Regions from separate parts of the Sus scrofa genome. Here all the other regions are linked to region 1. The links are chromatin contacts, called in public HiChIP or PLAC-seq and promoter capture Hi-C maps. All regions are on one chromosome and are shown on one strand. The core of a region is the stretch at or near the end of the contact, and the rest is flanking DNA. Distances in the headings are between cores, read along the strand shown.

Region 1 (3,977 bases), core at 999-3,498:
CTAGTTTGAGAGGTCCCAGTTTTAAGTCATTGAAACTATTCCAGGCTAAAGGCTCGTCCATGCTTTGCAAGGGTTGAGAGGCATCTCCGTGGAGTTCAGGACACACAGTTTTTCTTTACTATGAAATCATAGCGCAACTAATGAAATTGTGTTTGTCCCCATAAATCGTTATTCTACTTTTGCCTCACCGCAAACCTCAACTCCTTAAAAACCTTTGTTTTTTTCTCACCCATGTATTATAAAAAGCTGCCAGTCCAGGAAGGTTCAAATACAAACTCGTGTGTGTGCTGTTCAACAAACACCAGGACTGTCATTAAGCAGCTGCATTTCTAAGCGGTGTCAATGGTTGGAGATATTAACTAGAAATTATTTCAGGATGCAAATGACCTATGTGCAAGTTAAAACCCAACAAAACAGATTTCATCTTAAAATTTGTTAAAATAATGCATTAAGATGCTGTAACTCAAAGCACCCCTACATTTCTGCACTTGCCTTAGTTCAATTAGCACTTCCTCATGGATGGGTATTTTTTAGTATAAAAAAAGAGGTAAAAATGTGCTCTACTCTTCGAGAAATGGCCAACATTAGAACTAAATACTGCATTAAAAAGGAGAAGCACAAAATTACATAACCAGTTTTAACATTATATTCTTCTTGGGCTAGGAATTAAGTCATCCCCACCACCTGACGCGTGTAACCAATCTGCTGAGAGCAGAACAAGCGCCCCTCCTCACCACCCCCTAGAACTGGTCCGAAACAGGATTGAACCGCTTCTAACAAAGGGTGGAAACTTAGAAAAACAAGCTTAGAGTCTCCTATATTTCCACAATGTGACCATTTAAACAATAGATTGGAAATCTCAGGACCCCTTCTCCCTTTGACAACCCTTTATCTCCCTTTTATAACCAAAAATCAAATCCAAATGAGCCGAATACTTTTCAATTCCTTTTGACTGGCTTAGGTTTCATTGAATGCAGTTCCAAAGTTAGGCATGATGCTCAGAAAAAAAAAAATTGACTTTAAATGGCTTCTAAAACCGATTTGAAACATATCATAATGATTGGTATTGTCCTTTAAAATAGAGAAGGCTTGATGTAAATTTCTAAAGGAACTGGAAAGAATAGGGAAAAAACACGTGGGGTGTTCATACCATATGTCAAAATAAGCCACAGAAACCCTTTATCAAAGAACAACAATCAATTCTCTAAAGTCTTTGAGTGTCAATATTAAAAATGAAGTACACCCATTAACCCACTTAAAAATGTTATTTCATTTCTTCATTGAGGCTTAATTTTTAAGATCTAAGGTTCCACAGAACAAGGAAAAAATCTAATATTGGACTGCAGCTTTTAGCAATTCATTTGAAAACGTATCAGTAAAATTACTGCCTCGGATTTAAGCAGAATTTATAAGGTGGAAATAGACTGCAAGCGCGTATGGCACAGATCAAGCCGGGTATAGAGGTAGTTGAATAAGTGCAGTTTGCAGTCACTTTGCAGATGCCTGCATGCATTATGGCTTAACACACGATGAAAGTCAAGGAGAATTCAAATCTTGGCTAACTTTGCTAACATTTATCAAACTGCTATATTTTATGCTAGGAGTAACATTACATTAATTCAGAGAAATTGAACAGATACTTTCCCAAAGAAAATAGGTGTAATAATTTCTGAATAATGTAAAAACTTACCTCTTTCGTGTCCAATTAAGATGTCTTTATGATTGAAATATTCTACTTCTTCAGTGTAATTCTGTGTGTAGGCAGTATTGGAGCCGGCGTTTCTCGATTCGGTCCAGCGTACTTTCGCATGTCCTCTTGCATGAATTTTAAGAGATTTTACTCTGATTTCCCCAGTAACTTCTAAATTCACCCTTCCTGAGACTGTATCCCCACTGGAATACACAGGGACATTGCTGTCATTAAGACAGTCAAAGCTTATTGTCAAACTCTTTACCTTTCCCAGCACCATGTTTGTAACAAAATCTATAAAAAATATAATGTAAGACAAAAAAAAGTCAAGAACACATATAAAATGTGATCTTCACTTAACACTGATCGATGTCTTTGCCGTGCAAAAAGCTTACAGGCAGGATCAGTGATTCTTTACAAACAGTTCATTGAGATTTCTTAAAAAGTCAAGGCAGCAGAGAGGCTGCTGCTCCTCGCTCCTGCTAGTCTCAGTGGTCTCCTTACAAAGACGGGCGGCTGGAACCTGCCAGCTCACTTTAAGAGCAGCTTTGTGAAAAACAACCCCAGGGCGCATGCGCACGCCGCGGCTGCTGTCGCCCTCCCTGCGCGCCCCCTCCCGCGCCGGGCTCGCTCCCTGGCTCGCTCGCTCGCGGGTACAGTAGGTGTACAACCAAGGAAGACGGCAGTGGGGCTGCCGGGAGGCCGAACCTGACTTCTCTTCATTGTGGGTTCCTATTGGTAGGCAGGCTACCGTAAACCCTCGACGTGCTATCTGGAGTCCCTTATCGAGCATACTCCGGCAGAAAGATAATGGCCGAGGGGGCACTGGGGGACAAGGTTGGGTGGGGAACTGTTTGCAAAGCCAAGTAAAGACAAACTGATGAGTGACCAAGCCGGGAGAGTGCGTTACCGGCGCTGTAGGGGTTTGCCCATTCCCCGGAGGGAAGGAAGCAAAAGTGATGTGTGTAGAGAGATGGGGGAAGGGAAGAAACCGGTTGGGCAAGGGCTGCTGAGCATAATCTAATGAATTTCAAAAGAAAATGTAATAAAAACTAGAGAAGCAATGATATTCACGGACAAGAGCATTCTTGGCCTGCACTGTTTGTTTGTTTATTTAAACCAGTGCTTTGTAGGCAGTGAAGAAATGAGCTCTGTGGAGGCCAAATCCAGACTAAAAGAGAATACTACACGGAGCAAGGAAGAGAAGCAAAAAAATGTACTCAGTATGTTTTGCTTTCTCTTCTCTTAATTCGATAGCAATGAAAAGCAACCAGGTTGTTTGCATGATGACATCAGGGGAAAAAAGGTTTGACCACTTCCTCGAAGAAAGAAAAAAGTCCTTTTTTGAGATACCACCTACAGCTAGATTTGCAGGGTATGACATGATTACAACTCCTGTGTCCAAAGGATTAAGAATAGAGTTCGGCCTAAAAAGTACTACCTTATAAAAGGCTGCATCACTGCGTTTTAGCTGACGTAATGTTTACAACAGGATTGAAAAATTTTTGTTAGAAGTTAGTGAGGCGCAGAAGATGGTTCTTTAAGAGAGAATTTGTTATATAAATAGGGCTTAATTCTGTAAAGTTTTAATTTTAACTTTCAGCCTTGGACTGTTCAACCCAGTAATTCTCATAATACATCTATCTTAAGGACAGATACATTTGTCTCTTTATTGTGAACGTTTTGATAGCAAATAACAATGCTTTCATAAAAATCACTGGGATTCAAGGCATAACAGCATAAACCTATATAGATTTTTTGCATTCAACAAAATTGCTTATAGAAGAGAAATATAGGAAGAAAAAATAGTACTCTGGAACTGTATGTGTGTGTGTGTGCGTGTGTGTATATATATATATATATAAGCAAATACACTTTGGAAGATTTTTGGCTGTCCATGTCTAAGCCATTTTAGTTTCTTTGTGCAGTATATTTGGGTAGGTTGAACCAGTGTGTCACAGCACACTAAGCTCATTGGTCTTGCTGGGTTTGTTTGTTTTTTGGGAGGGGGGAGAAACTAAATTTTATTTAGTTGGATCTTAGTTGAAAAGGCAGTATCTTGGAGTCAAGAGCTTTATACAGATTATAAATATGCAGACTATTTAGACAGTTAATTGGCAGGATATTTATCTCTTGATGGAGCTTAGATGGTTGTGTTTAAAACTATGAATCAGAGTGGAAGGAATAGACTCCCCTCCCCTCTTGGTTGACACCTGGTGGCTGTTCTAGTTGTCAAGTGCTTGGCTATTCTAGTTCAAGTACAAGCTTCAATAACCGATACTATTTG
Region 2 (3,977 bases), core at 961-3,460, 450 kb before region 1:
TTTCACTGTGCTCCTGCCTGTTCCTGGATTGTAAAACCACATATGGACTTTTTTGTTCCTGCAGGTCTCTGTCTGGCTGTGCTTTCCCACATCTTCTGTGCCAGGTATTCCATGTTTGCGGCTAAACTTCTGACTCACATGATGGCAGCCAGCTTAGGTACCCAGGTAGGAGAGCTCTGGGTTTTCCTACTTTCATGAGATGTTTGTGTTTTTTCCTCTGTGATCCTTGAACTGAATGTGTAAGTAAAGTTTAATTTCAGCTCAGTTGAAATAAGCTTGTTTAATTTTGAGGTGGAGGAGGATGGGGAAGGAGAGCAGTTAAGAGGAAAGCTGAGTATCAGATCTAAACAGTATATTTCGTGAACTTTTTTCTACAGAAAATACCTTAATATTACCACTTATAAGAAAATGGCTGCTTCTTACCATGAAGCATCCTATTATCAACACATCTATGTGAAATATATTACTAATATGTGTATGTATATATTAAAATTTTTTATTTAATCTGTTTAAATAAAATATATTGTTACAGATCCTTTATATGAGGGGCATTAAAATAACACATACTTTAAGATCTCTGGATAATGTTTTGTTTCAGTTAATATTACAGAACACAGTTTGGTTGAACAATCTTTTTTGAAGAATTGTGTCTGGCAGAAGAAATAGTGTGAAAAATATTGAGTCATTCTTTAGCATGCACTTTAAAGCATTCAGTTTAAAGCCCAGAAGGCAGATCAAAAGATGAAATCAACTGCCCTTTCTGTCTATAACGTACTCACAGTCTAGGTAAATAGATGTACATACAAATCACTCTAATGCTGTGTGGTAAGTGGATAAGGGTAAACATAGACTATTTGTGAATAAAATGAGGACGTATTTTTTTCTGTGAAAGTCAAGGAAGTCTTCATGGAGGAGATGATATGTAGGGTGGCACTTGAATGAGAAGTTCATGCAGGTTGTTGATTAAGAATGAGAGAGGCATAAGATGTCTATACAAGCAAACAGGAAAAATCACTTTACATAAATGTGTTGTGCTGTACACTTGTGCACATTTTAGCTTGCTAACAGCATTTTACTGAACTCCAAATAGAACTTTTTAAAAATAATACTAGTGGAGGCACTAGTGTAATGGAATGGAAAATCATCTGTGACGTTGGACTTTCTCTTGCCTTTTTTGGTCCCAGGAGTGAAAATGACATGTGTAAATCTTATAACTCTGTTTTTTAGGGAACAATTAAGTGCTGAATTCTAAGTAGAAGATCTCAGATTGTGCTTTTCAAGTACCTATAACTATGAGAGGTAACAGCTGTTACCAAAGAGGGCTTACACTGAGTTTGACAAGGCTATTTATATTGCCTTGGTAACTATCTTCACTGTCTGATCTTGCCTTTGCTTCTTGTATTTAAGATCGTAGAAAACCCGCCTTCCATAATTAGAGTTTACTTGGCTGTATTCACCACCCACTCTGGTGATTTTTTGGCAGCAGAGTTTGTACAAGTCTTAATTATAGAACCATAGAATTACAGACAACTCTTCAGTGTCCTAGCAGACAAATTTGCTCATGTCTAGGGATGTGAAAAAAAGACTCAGGATTTATATCTTGGGACTTCTGATTCACATTGCACTTAACATTAATTTTGGAGAAGATGGTTAGTCAAATCCATGTTTTTCAGTATATTTTTAGAATAAATGAAGCAGTGTGGCATGAAAAATCCTATAAGGTATGACTTGGGACATGAAATAACTAAACAATAACTTCCATAGATTATTTTTGGCAGGAAGAATTGTTGATAGGTTGTTGACAAAAAGTACTGTTTCCTCAATATTTTACCTATCTGCTTGGATTTTTAAATATTTTCTAAATTAAAGAGAATATTTTTTTCCCTTAAAATTGTTTGGCAAAGTGTTTTTAAAATTCTTAGACTCTCCAAAAAAAGAAATGAAGCTGCCCATGGGAACCTGGGCCCACCCTTTCATTTCTGAATTTAAAAATCATGTTTATATCTCCAGTTACAAAATCTTGCCAGTTCATCTCGGATCTCTCATCTGGGATCCTTTCATCAACACTGAGTTTGTTTCCTCTCGAGAAGCCTTAAAAAATAGTTTGGGCTGTAGTTTTTTGGCTAGGAGCATGACATTTCTCTAGCTGACCTCAAGCGTTTGAGTTGTGAATACTCTGTGGACAGGTCTGCCAAGACCATTTGGTTTCAAATCTTTATTACTGACCTAGAACTAAGCTGAGTGACTTTCGTGGGAAAGGGAAGAATGGAAATGTGATGGTCTCTGACTTCCTTTCCAGGCCATGTGTCAGTGAGGGAGGCCATGATCATCAGGAAAGTGTGGTAGGCTTTGTCTACAGCTAGAAATATGTATTGTATCTAATATTCTTGCTTTAAAAGGCAAAAGATCCTGCTTTAATCTGGAATTTATGTCATTCAAGCATCTTTGAGAACCATTGACCATAAACTACCAGCAGGTGGCAGTAAAGATTTTTGGGGTTTTTTGTTTTTTTCAAAACCAGTTTTTTAGTCTCTAGCAAAGATGGAGTTCAGTAGAAAACTTGAGATGTTTCCACAGTGCTCATGTCACTGGGCTAGAAAGTATTCTTCTTCAGCTTAGCAAGTATGCATTTGTGATTTTCTACCTTTCTGTTTTTATCTACTTTCTTCAGAATTGAACTGAGTCTGTCAGGCTCTGAAAGAAAGCTTGTGTATCACTGGTTTGAATAGATCTTTCTATCATTTATCATTTGTAGTTAAATTCAGGGGTATAACATTATTTTCATGATATTTATGTTGTTATAAGCTTTAAAAAGTGTGTTGTTATAGAAAATATGCTTATTGAAATGCCTCAGAGGTTTTGAGATAAGATCTGTATTTTCAGTATTGTTTATATTTTTTAAGTATGTAATTTTCTTCAGTGCCAAGTTAATGTTTCTCACTTATCTAAAAGAAAATGATTAAATGGCAAGAAATTGTGAGCCCATTATCTTCAAGTATGAAGTGAAAAACAGCAAACAAATTTTCATGGCATTGGGTGATATTTCTCAGAAAAACATCTAATTATATCTTTGGAATTTTTATCTTAGAATCACATTACCAACCCATGTGTGCCCTGATAAGGTTGGTAAACAACTAGGACAAAGGACAAGTTTGCAGTTCAGGGTTCTCAGTTCTGGGGTTCTGTCTGAAAAAGCAACTCTCCAAATCTTAAAAAAAAAAAAAAGAACAGAAATTTCTTCATAGAAAATATTATGATAAGACAACTGCATTTACTCTGATTAGTAAACTTAACCTGATGAAAATGTTTGGGGTTTTTTCCTCTTTGTTTGTTTGTTTGCATGGCTTAAACACATTTTCTGAAACTGAAGAGCAAAGTAGTCTAGAAAAAAAATGTATGTAAAAATATTATATGAAATGACACTGAATATCTGAGAATTTGAAATACTTAAATATGAATTTTCGGTGGCTGCTGGATGTGCAGAAGTTTTAGCTTTCATAGGCCTTCTCCTTAAGAAGGGACGAGGAAATTGCCTTAAAATTCAGAGGACTGTTCTCTGGAATTCAGCAAAAGTTGGACAGGCAGTGACTTGTCCAGTTTCCTCATTCTGTAATGTTTTGGGATGTCATTTTGCAATATCCGTTTGTTTCCCAGGTAAGATCCTGCTCAGATACTCCTGCCAATAAATTCTGCTTTAATCTGCAGTTTATATCATTTTAACTCTGAATATCTAGCATCACTGAGACTCAGAATTATTGGCTGCACGTGACTGAAGCCAGAAGCTGTGACCTCTTCAATGCTGATTACTTCTGGCTGCTCCAGGACCTGATTTCTCTCCTGGCAGATGGCACTGTTTTGTTGAGACTGTCAGCTCAAGAAAGTCATTCCGTGTGTAGGGACTAAAAACATATCTAATAGGCAAAGATATGTGGATTGAAGCAAAGTAAGATAGAAATCGTGAAATACTTATTAATCAG
Region 3 (3,977 bases), core at 787-3,286, 370 kb before region 1:
TTCTGTATGGCCTCATGAAAAGCAGACAGTAATGCTTTCTTGGAGAGCTTAAGAGAAATTGGACACATTTATCTTATCCTTTAACACTGATATTGTTTTAGCGTTTCCCAGGAGAGGCAAGAGATCCTGTCATTCTCTCCTCCCCTCATGCCATTCAGGAATAACATACTTCCCAAATGTACAACTTGATATTCTTTTTTTTTTTTTAGGCCTTCAAAATTCCATTGTTGACTTTTTTCTCTTAAGAACTGTTTGTGTAAACAGCTCCTAGCATTTATTGCAGATGAGCGAGATGCTAAGAATCTACCACCCTGCACCCTCCTCCACGTTGTAAGGACTTGGATGTAACTCTGATCCCATCCTTCCAAAATATGAATTGCTCTTATTTTGTGACACATAGAAGCACACTCAGCATTCAGACATATCCACAAAGGGAAAATATACACATTATTTGTATCATTTTCTGCATTTCTTTAACAATCCAAGATAATTCAAAAGGCCACATTTAGTTAGCACTTACTCTGAATTTATGAGTCATCCATGGTTTTAATGATGTTACTTCTTATTCTAAGTTTGTCCATCGATGGCAAAGGGATGACACACAGGTGAGTTGACTGAGTTTCAGTACAATGCTCTGTTTAATTGTAATCATGTACACTGGGGACAGACAGATGAAGATTTTATATACACTGCCATGTCTCTTATATTTGCTTCTGAGACAAAATTCCCGAAGTAGAGAGGAAAATATGTGTCAGGAACTTGGAGGCAGGCTTTAGGATGTGGTCAGTAGAGTTGCTGGATCATAAGACTCTTCTTAGCTTCTGGAGTGGCGTCACAAACTCTAAGGCCTTCAGAGGCCAGTCACACAAATGAAGACAAATACAAGGCAATGGGGAATGTGACAGTGAGGACACAGGAGTTTAAGCCCTGCCTAGGGGCATTCACACTCATATCATTAAGAACACTGTATAGGCCAAACAAAACGTGTGCAGGTAAACGTTCACTTTCTCTTGTGTGATGCGTGCCATTAGGCAAAGGCCAGTTCTCTCAGCGGGTTTAGTTTGGTAGATCCCCTTAGATTTGTCAAGTGTCTGTTAGCATCTAAGGGAGTTCTAAAGCCTTGATGGAAAGAATCATTGACTCTATCATATTGCTCTCATCTTTTCTCTGCTCTTCCTCTTCCTCCCACAGCACACATGCACAGTCATGCACAGGCCTAGGAATCCAGGAGCCTGAGGCCCGAACTCCACTGAAAACAGGCTGGTGTATTAATTCTCAGCACTAGAAGGGAAGGTGCAGTTAATGTGGGATGGCAGCTGTTTGGTGTAACTAAATAATGCTAATTTTTATTTTATCAGAAGATAACATTTCTATGCTTTAAATTGCTTTTATTTCCTTTGAATTTGGATAATGACATATACGTATTCTAAAAACAAAAATTGCATTGAAATAGTTTCCTTCCCACAGGTATTGTGACAGAAAGGACATAGTCAGTGCTTCACATAATTGATTCTAAAACCAGTGCATTGCTTAAAATAATGCCACTGTATCAGTGACATTTTCCAGTTTTCCCTTTATTGCATGATTCAGAACTGTTCTGTTTACTCTTCCTGTCTGCCCAGTGCAAAAACAGAAAAAGTTAGAATATTTGAATATCCTTTCCTTGGATTCCTTACAAATTCTTCATATAAATATTTCTGTAGGACTTCATAACCAAGCAAATAGAACAGTTATATAGGATGACTTATGATTAGCCGAGTATTAAAAGCTGTTTAACTACCAGAACCAGGAGAATAGATGAAATCCAAATACATGTGATAGTAAATAGTAAACATGCTGTTATATTTGCCTTAGATTAATACTGTCTTTCTAGATAATGAAGACATTCGTAGGTTATTCAGTGATGTTTTTCGCTTTGTGGGTTAATTGCACAAGCTGCATGGAAGCAAAAAGCCATGCTCTGTTCTAACTCAAACAAAAGCCCAGAGAAAGGGGAAGAATGCTGCATAGACTGGAGCCAGCCAGTTTGATCCGGCACTAGTTAGTAATGACAGGGAGAGAGAGGTGGGACTCTCAAGAGGAGGAGCCCTCAGAAGGGGAATTATGTTCAGCCAGTGCCTGATTTCAGAGATTCACTGTAAAGGCCATTTAGAAGATCTCATTTGAATGTGTGGTTATGGGCATAATGTTCTCACAAAATTCTTATTTATCTGTGAAAGAAACACAGAAATAGCTATTTGTGCTACAGCAGCATTTTCTATATTTTCCTGGCCTGAGATTTGCCCTTTTCTTCCCTGTGTTTAGAGTAGAGTATGAATACTGATAAAACCTAATCCTTAGTGTTGAACATTTCCTAAGAAAAAAATAAAAACAAAGTATAAACAAAATCTACTTCTGGAGAGTTCCTAGGAAGATTGTGCCGAGTGAAAACACTTCTTTTAAATGTTGTAAGCAGATATCACCATCAAAAGCAAATGAAACTTTGCTTCACAGGGAAGTCTAATCACCATATTGTAAGATGTGCATTAGGGATGCCCATTTGCTCTAAATCAACAGAGACAGGAAATCACTTATAATCCTCCGTGAGGATTACAGTCACTAAAGATTTTCTTAAGTAAAGGAAATGAAATTGGTTAATAGTAAATGATCAGTCCTGTGAACCTAACATAAATAGCTATTTTTTAAAATGAGAATGACCTTCAGGAATGAGTTAAATTGGGTGGGCAAGAGTGTGGATATGGGGCTTCTGGTATATTTCAAACTCATCATTCTCAAATCAGTTCTGTCTCATTAATTTTGGTTTTACTACTGCTAGGCGGCAATCCAAAACCATTTAAAACCTGCTAGATGGTTTTCACCCAGGAGTCACTGCCAACCTGGTCCCCTAACGGAAAATGCAGAGACTGGAGACAGAACTGGGAGAACAGTCTAACCCAGATTCTTAGCCACATAGATATCTTAGGAATTTAAAAATTCAACTTCAAGGCCAACTCACATGCAGAACCAGGATAGTCTAAATTCAGGTGCATGTGAAATAAAACCCAGAGCTAACTTGACATTTCATTGAGTAGAAGCCATCCATGATTAACTCATAGTGTTATAATGATTTTGGAAATTAACATATGATGATGCAATTGATTTCTAATTTTCCATGGTAACTGTGATCACAAAAATCCTAATAACCTCACTTTGGCCATTGATTTCAGTCTTCTCGTAAAGCCTTATGTTAGAGCAGTCACAAGAAAATCCTACCCTTCTTTATTCTCCCCACTTTTTGGTAGCTATCCATCAAGTAACGCATTGTCTAGAAGTAAGATGGTAAAGCCAAAAGCCTAGCTAATCTAATCCAAAAGTGTGAATAATTAGAATTATTAACGAGCCAACCTTTCTTCAGTGATGACTCATTGATACCATTCATTCATCAAACATTCTGTGAAACTACCCATGAGTATTATAACTGCTGAGTCCTTAGAGAGCAGAGATATTTAGGACAACCCTATATAATCTTTGACTTAAACATATGAGGTGACAATTAACAAACAATTCAAGTCAGTGTTCAATTATGAAAACTCTAAGTAGCAGACACAGTAAGGAGTTGGTTTTGGAAAAACAGTGGGCCAGGAGTATTTGAAGAGAGTGCTATGACTTGTGTTCTCTGGAGGAGGGTTAATTTTGACTAAAGGGATGGAGAGCAGACGTGAATATGAAATATTTACAGAAGATTGAGGAGTTTCTCAGAGTTCATAGTAGGTTCTGAGTTTAAGACTAGTGAAAGGTTTAAGTGTACAGATAAAGAAGAGTCAGGTTGAAGATTTTAAAGTTAATCTTTATAGATCAAGGCTCACAAACCCAAATGCCTGCAAGAGACCAGAAAAGCTATTTAAGTGAGGCTCTAGGGACTGTGGTAACTGGTAAATGCATGCCCTTTCTAATCGGAAGCTGTTATCCAACTCTGACTAATCATTGCCTCTGGCAAG

Evidence for each region. Promoter capture Hi-C pulls out the DNA fragments that hold promoters and counts their contacts. HiChIP or PLAC-seq counts read pairs in DNA pulled down with a chosen protein or histone mark.
Region 2: a contact with region 1 is called in a promoter capture Hi-C map of fetal liver, with 10 times the contacts expected there. The contact joins the enhancer-like site here to the promoter of ARRDC3 in region 1. A contact is called at or near these places in 2 of 5 promoter capture datasets (fetal liver and fetal skeletal muscle), 10 of 47 Hi-C or Micro-C datasets (adipocytes, embryonic fibroblasts, fibroblasts and 4 more) and 1 of 2 datasets of contacts at active chromatin or transcription factors (skeletal muscle).
Region 3: a contact with region 1 is called in an H3K27ac HiChIP or PLAC-seq map of alveolar macrophages. The contact joins the enhancer-like site here to the promoter of ARRDC3 in region 1. A contact is called at or near these places in 1 of 5 promoter capture datasets (fetal skeletal muscle), 7 of 47 Hi-C or Micro-C datasets (brain, embryonic fibroblasts, mesenteric adipose tissue and 4 more) and 2 of 2 datasets of contacts at active chromatin or transcription factors (alveolar macrophages and skeletal muscle).

The regions. Positions count from the first base shown.
Region 1 is chr2:98,442,462-98,446,438 of Sscrofa11.1, forward strand. ARRDC3 (arrestin domain-containing protein 3) reads right to left here and starts at 2,249. Exons shown (of 8, transcript XM_003123783.6): 1 at 1,691-2,249. The coding sequence starts at 1,970.
Region 2 is chr2:97,997,326-98,001,302 of Sscrofa11.1, forward strand. It overlaps ADGRV1 (G-protein coupled receptor 98), which reads left to right. Exons shown (of 91, transcript XM_021085372.1): 84 at 65-165. Among named protein-coding and RNA genes, the nearest start is that of LYSMD3, 300 kb to the left of the region's middle. Within about 2 kb of position 2,211, at least 12 of the 83 cell types and tissues checked have an H3K27ac peak or open chromatin away from gene starts, as enhancers often do. A contact at or near this core is called in fetal liver, liver and mesenteric adipose tissue, where this site is marked.
Region 3 is chr2:98,069,950-98,073,926 of Sscrofa11.1, forward strand. All of the region lies in intron 84 of ADGRV1 (G-protein coupled receptor 98), which reads left to right. Among named protein-coding and RNA genes, the nearest start is that of LYSMD3, 370 kb to the left of the region's middle. Within about 2 kb of position 2,037, at least 19 of the 83 cell types and tissues checked have an H3K27ac peak or open chromatin away from gene starts, as enhancers often do. A contact at or near this core is called in alveolar macrophages, where this site is marked.